Linked DNA regions of Mus musculus: region 2 is linked to region 1. Evidence: chromatin contacts called from public HiChIP or PLAC-seq data. All regions are on one chromosome and are shown on one strand. The core of a region is the stretch at or near the end of the contact, and the rest is flanking DNA. Distances in the headings are between cores, read along the strand shown. Region 1 holds the start of AI606473 (expressed sequence AI606473). Region 2 has its middle 94 kb from the start of AI606473.

Evidence for each region. HiChIP or PLAC-seq counts read pairs in DNA pulled down with a chosen protein or histone mark.
Region 2: an H3K4me3 HiChIP or PLAC-seq map of the SCID.adh cell line shows a contact between it and region 1, with 10 read pairs. The contact joins the enhancer-like site here to the promoter of AI606473 in region 1. A contact is called at or near these places in 3 of 39 promoter capture datasets (3T3-L1-derived adipocytes, frontonasal cranial neural crest and trophoblast stem cells), 1 of 115 datasets of contacts at active chromatin or transcription factors (the SCID.adh cell line) and 3 of 9 other capture datasets (adipose tissue, embryonic stem cells and liver).

What each region holds. Positions count from the first base shown.
Region 1 is chr3:154,329,115-154,332,374 of GRCm38.p6, forward strand. AI606473 (expressed sequence AI606473) reads left to right here and starts at 1,707. Exons shown (of 3, transcript NR_040387.1): 1 at 1,707-1,949; 2 at 3,245-3,260. Lhx8 (LIM homeobox protein 8) reads right to left here and starts at 1,446. Exons shown (of 9, transcript NM_010713.2): 1 at 1,158-1,446. The coding sequence starts at 1,238.
Region 2 is chr3:154,423,306-154,426,588 of GRCm38.p6, forward strand. No RefSeq gene overlaps it. Among named protein-coding and RNA genes, the nearest start is that of AI606473, 94 kb to the left of the region's middle. Within about 2 kb of position 1,461, at least 3 of the 459 cell types and tissues checked have an H3K27ac peak or open chromatin away from gene starts, as enhancers often do. A contact at or near this core is called in the SCID.adh cell line, where this site is marked.

The DNA.
Region 1 (3,260 bases), core at 457-2,956:
TTTACACTGGTTTCTTTAAGGTGTGAATTGCCACTTAGTGCTCAGTAAGTCAACATTTTAGCTACTAAAGGATTAGTTTTAACCAGTGCAAAAGCGGGCCGAATAATGGAAATATCCAGCTGAATTTAATTTGTTCCATTAAAAAAAAAAAAAAACTCACCCAATGCGGGTCAGAATATTTTAGAGCACGCGGACGCGTCGCTCAAGTGTCCCCAATCCCTGGCTGCACTTTCAGTTTTGTTCTATAAACGAATGCAATCTCTCTGAGAAGTCTAGTTTAGGGCGAGTGGGTCCGCGGATTCCAGCAGCCCACACCCCTCGCTTTTGCGTCCCTTTGTCTCCTTTTCCTCTGTCTTCCGAAAGCTCCAGGTGAGCCAGCGGCCGCACGCCTGGGTAGCCCCGGCGCAGCTGCTCCCGGGCGCGTCTTCGTGGACAGAAAGCATCCAGACAGAAACGCTACCCGCAACCGTCAGACAAACACGAAGCCAGCACTACTCTGCCCATGTCCAGCCGATACCCCCACCCCGGCCCTGCTCTCCAACAGTTTAGGAACCGAGTTCCACCATAAAATGCGAGCACCCACGGGTCTTGCCTCCGGAGTAGGTGACAGCTTGCCAGGTCTCCCCGTTAGGCTCGCCTCGTACTGCGAAATTTGCCCTTTTGGTATTTCCAACGAAATCGTTCTTTTGTCCCTTTCTAAGAGCGGGCGGGCCCTGGAAGACTCAAGTCCCCAGGTCTGTCGCCGCCGGGTCTCAAGCCCCACATTCACCTTATCCGTGGCAAGAGCCAGCGTTCAGCAGAGCGCAGCCATTGGTATCTGGTGCCCTGAGACAAACACCTAGACCCCCGGCCCCTGCCCCAGACTGCCGCGAACAGCCCGTCACGTAGAATACAAGCAGGACTCACGTTGCCCCGTGAGCGTCTTAGGCTCCAGGTTTCGTCTCCCAAATTAGAGTGTCCATGCCTTAGGTTAAGTGAGCCCGTGGGGAGGGGACGGAGTGATTACTACCTAACGCTACTACGTAATAAAAAAAATTGTCAGGTCTGGAGACGAGGCAGTGACAGGTAGTTTCCCAGCCTGGTTTAGGGGCCGGACAACTCTCTTCTCTCAAGGAAACTCCTATTCAACAGATCCCGCCCGGTGTAGGCTCGCTTACCTTCTCGCGGGGAACCGCCAGCTCCGGCACTTCCTTTCCCTCCAGCTTACACACAAACATCTGATCGCTCTTCCAATACATGGCCCCGCAGGCGCTGCTCGTCACATACCAGCTCCAGAGGGTCAGAGGCTGTGGGTGTCCGCAGTGTCCCCTCCTCCGCCCCCAAAGGCCAAGGAAAGCTAACAGGCAGAACAGCGATGCCACCAGTGTGTCTTGTTCCAAAAAGGCCACAGTGACCGTAACCACTCTCTGACCCACTGTTCTTCCTCTCTCAGCCACACTAAGGCCTGTCCCTCCAGGAAAAGAGGGAAAGTTGTGTTTTCCAGAGGGTGGAACCTCGCAGAGAGGAGGGGGTGTGGGGGAAAAGTCTTTTCCTGAAGGGACAGCCTCACCTCCTTATGAAAAACCCGCCTTCTCTACATGTTAAGATCTTTATCTGCACCAGACAACTTACTCTGAGTTCAGTGTTAAAGGTGGGGGGGAATTGCGGATGTCCGTTAACTTGCCTTTTTTTTTTCTTTTTAAGAATAAGCTTTCTGCCTCTGAGTTGTCTTTAAATTCTCGCTCCCCAGCCAAAACCTAAACAAAGATTCGGGTTACAGCTCTTTCAGCGGCTCACGGAGGGAAAGCGGAGGTCTTCTGGATTCCCAAGTCTTAGGTCTCCCTAAATGCGCACCAATGGTTCTCTCTACATTTTCGAAAGGTTTTCCCGTTAAGATAATGAAGGGACAAACGAAGGACTAGATTTGATTCGCGACTAGATTTGAAATCAAGGATACAAGAAAAACGAAAGTATGTTACGATTTTTTTATTTTCTTTAATTCTAGACAAACGGTATGCCATAGATAGACTGCTGCGCACTCCACATTCCCGTGCTTAAGTGTGAACGTTTGAATGTGAGTAGGGTAGAGATAATTTTTATCTGAATTGGAAAGTGTGAGGTTTTTTGTTTGTTTGTTTATGAGGTCTCACTTTGTTTATAGAAGAAAAATTTTGTAAGAAGTTATTTTTTAATTACTTTTATTTATTTGTCCCTTTAGATAAGCAAAAGAGAAACGTTTGGAATTTAAGTGATATAAGAACATCCTGGAGTCAGTTTCTCAAGCCTTATAACAAAACCATGCTTTTGTTACCTTAGTTAGACAGAAATATATGTAGTGAAACACAAGGAAGAGCAATCTTACTCCCTTGTCTTATTTTAGCGGGAGAAGAAGAACCCAGACCAGCCATCAGGGGTAGTGGAGGGGCCAGCAGCAACTAATGCTGACCACACTTTCTCTGGACAAAATGAGCATTGGGGTGGGCAGGGATTAAAGGTTTTCTTTGATTGCCCCTTTCCTCCTTAAACACAGAGGACGTTTGAACATACGCCATCTCGGCTCTCCTTTTCAGCCATTACATACACTTTCATATTAGCACCCTCTGGCCGATGCCCATCAGGAGATCTCCATTAAATTTAGCGTGGAGTATGAGGGACCTGAGATTTAAGAATCGACTGTATTCTGGTAAAGCATAGAACGGTGGAGGTTTGGACCGACTGCCCGAAAAGCTAAATAGTGGTTGTTGTTGCTGCTGCTGCTTCTGTGGCTTCTGCTGCTGATTTTCGTCAAAAGCGAAAATCAGGAGTGGGTGAGGGAATCCACATAATAAAGTATTTTCCATACGATTCTGATCAGAGATGAGAGAGAGAGAGAGAGAGAGAGAGAGAGAGAGAGAGAGAGAGAGAGAGAGAGAGAGAGACTGGTGCGGAATGCTGGCTCCAGCAGGTCGGGCGTTGGACCGACTCCCTGGATGAGGAACTAAAACTAGAGTCTAGCTTGGAGAATTACTTACAGTCTTTTGTGCTAAGTATTGCAACGTAACTCTGAAGTTCCCTTTGCCTGCTAGCGAGAATGGTCTGTGCCGGTCATCTGGAGAGCCCAGCGCGCTAGAGCTTTTGGGGGACATAGGGAGGGGGCGCCGTCGTGTACGCCGCCTTTCCACCCACCCTCGCCTAATCAGGCTGCTCTCAATCAGGTTTTCAACATACTAATCTTGATCTGAGAGCTCCTATCTCTGCATAAGTGGAGGAAATGATTCTTTTTTAGAGGCTTCCGGGCTTAG
Region 2 (3,283 bases), core at 211-2,710, 94 kb after region 1:
TGAGCCAGGGTTCTCCATACAGTGAGCCAGGATTCTCCATACAGTGAGCCAGGTTCTCCATACAGTGATACAGGGTTCTCCATACAGTGATACAGGGTTCTCCATACAGTGATACAGGGTTCTCCATACAGTGATACAGGGTTCTCCATACAGTGATACAGGGTTCTCCATACAGTGAGTCAGGGTTCTCCATACAGTGAGTCAGGGTTCTCCATACAGTAAGCCAGGGTTCTCCATACAGTGAGCCAGGGTTCTCCATACAGTGATACAGGGTTCTCCATACAGTGATACAGGGTTCTCCATACAGTGAGCCAGGGTTCTCCATACAGTGAGCCAGGGTTCTCCATACAGTGAGTCAGGGTTCTCCATACAGTGATACAGGGTTCTCTATACAGTGATACAGGGTTCTCCATACAGTGAGCCAGGGTTCTCCATACAGTGAGCCAGGGTTCTCCATACAGTGAGTCAGGGTTCTCCATACAGTGATACAGGGTTCTCCATACAGTGAGCCAGGGTTCTCCATACAGAGCCAGGGTTCTCCATACAGTGAGCCAGGGTTCTCCATACAGTGAGCCAGGGTTCTCCATACAGTGAGCCAGGGTTCTCCATCGCTGCTCTTGGACGCCCTTTAACCCACTAGATTGTGAAAGAGCTTCTGGAAACAGGAATACTTTTTGATTGTTTCTCTTTTAGAAATAGGCAGAACTAAAGGTTCCTTGTATTGGAGGATGAGTGGTTTTCCTATAATAGCTCAGGATGAATGAAAGGTAGATGTTTGTATTTTCAGCTTGGAAAGGCAGCTGTCAATCAATTGGAGGGCAAGTTTCTTTTTTGCTTTCCGGGGATGGATCTGCACCATCCACAAATGAAGGTGAAAAGCATCAATACACCTACTGCAGCCACACATTTCTGAGCTGGGGAAACTGCCAGTAGAACATATTTAGATTTTTAGGGAACAACAACAACAAAAAATTAAACAGAAATGCTTAGCCAATTCAGAGAAAAGAGAAAGAAAGAAAGAAAACAAACTTTGAATTTAATTCAGTTTGGATATGTTTAGATTTGACCATCATTTTACCTATTTAATTTGGTTTGGATCTGTTTAAAGTTGACTATCATTTTACCCATTTGCTCAGTTTTCTTCACACCAGCATGCCTTTTTCTAACGTCATTAAAGACTATGCTTAAAATCGATGTTATTAATGGCAAGATTTTAATAAAAATATTTTGCATATTCAAAAAAGAAGTTTACAGACAAAATAGAAACCATTCTTTATAATTATCCCCTCCAAGTACCGAGGGCATGTTTTCACTCAGCCTGTGTGATCATCAAAGAAGCCTGGATTTTAATGAGATAGGTATCTCAGAGATGAAAAGATTGACAGGCGCAGCCTCCTTTGCTCCTGTGTCTGGCTCACAACCCAAGTTGGGGGGTAGGGGGGGGTTGTGCTCTTTGTGGCTTAACGGTAAGGAGTGTATACAGGGCCGGGGTGTGTAGAGTGATCTGAAGGCAACAGTCATGGGCAGCAGCAAAGGCAGTGATCTGCTGTTCCCCCTCAGTGTTACCCAGCATAACTTTGCAGGAAACCCAGGGAGTTCTCAGTAGGTGACAGTAAGAAAGGAAAGGCTCTGCCTGTCCCAAGGAATGAGGAACACTGTTGTCTACAAGACGACTATGTCTGGGTGTCTTTTAACATTGTAAAGCTACTTTTTAAAAAATACAGTTTTAAAAATCTCATGTTGTTTGTTTGTTTGTTTACTTATTTATTTATTGTGTACACACACACACACACACACACGGACACGGACATGGACACGGACACACACACACACACACACACACGGACACGGACACAACAGGTACTTCCAGAGGTCAGAGGACAACTTTGGGAGTTGGCTATCTTCTCCAGCCACGAGAGTCCTGGGGATTTAACTGATGTTGTCAGTCTTGGAAGCAGGTGGCCTCACCCACGGAGCCACCTTATCAGCCCCGGATTGATGCCTCTAAGGCTCTTTCTCACTGTAAGATTGCAGCAGACAGAATGGAATCTCACTTGTGTTCTGAGCCTCTCTTCTCCCTCCTGGCCCTGTCTTTTAGCAAGCTCTGGTCTTTAGGTTTTCCAGGGTCCTTCCTGTCAATAAGCATGTGAGGAAAAGCAGGTTAGAAATCACCTTCTTCAGGAAGGGTCTCCTACACATCCTCTAAGACAAGGACTTATTTGTCTCTCTTTGGGCACCAGCATAACCTTGCATGTGTCTCCTGTTGCTGTGTTGGGCTAACCTTCTCTCATTCCTTCATCTCCTCTTCGACTCTGTGCACAAGCTTGACACAACCATATAAAGGGGGATTTGTGATTTGCTGTTTTCCTCTTTAATATATCCTTCAACTTTACATTTTTCTTCTTTTCACTTGTGTTTTCTTTCTTGTCCCCACATGGCAGTGTATCTGGTGATGAGTGTTCTGTGGTCTCTTAGTTTTTCTGCAATCTCACATTTTCTATAATTCTATAGATGTGAATGACTCTTAAATAATTTGAGACTGTGGTTCCTTGTCCAGATGCATCTTCACATCTAACACCACCATCTAGAGTTCGGCAGAGATGGTCCATCGTCTGTAATCCCTGTTCCGAGGAGGCAGAAACAGATAGATCCCAGTGAGTCACTGGACAGCCCGTGAGGCTGAATCTACAAGCTACTGCCTCAATAAGATGGAATGGCTGTAGAGATAGTTAGCAACCAAGGACACGTGCTATTCTGGCAGAGGACCCTGGTTAAGTCTCTAGTACCCACATGTCAGTTACACTTATCTGTAACTCCAGTTCCATGGACTCCAACACCCTCTTCCGGCCTCCACAGGCACCAGGCATGCACGTGATGCACAGAGATGCAGGCCAAGCAGACACATACAATAAAGTAAAAGTCAACAGAGCTTTATGAAAACAAGGCAGAAAGTCTTTGGCAAAGACGCCCAACCGCCTCTGACCTCCATATGCAGACACACATGCATATATACACATATGTACATATGTACATACTTACATACCTACAGACATACATACATCACACACATGATGCTGTCCTTTGGAGGTATCCCTCGAGTCTCATCCTACTTCAAACCCAGCAGTAATTATTCTGATCCAAAATAATCTTTTCCTTATTTTGTACTTGTAATAATAAATAAGACTTCCTCATAGATGTTTCTAGACTCTGATCTTGAGTCAGGATTTCTCAACAAAATATACTTTTGGTGGTTTTGTGTGTAAAATTCTCAAGGTGCAGTTTT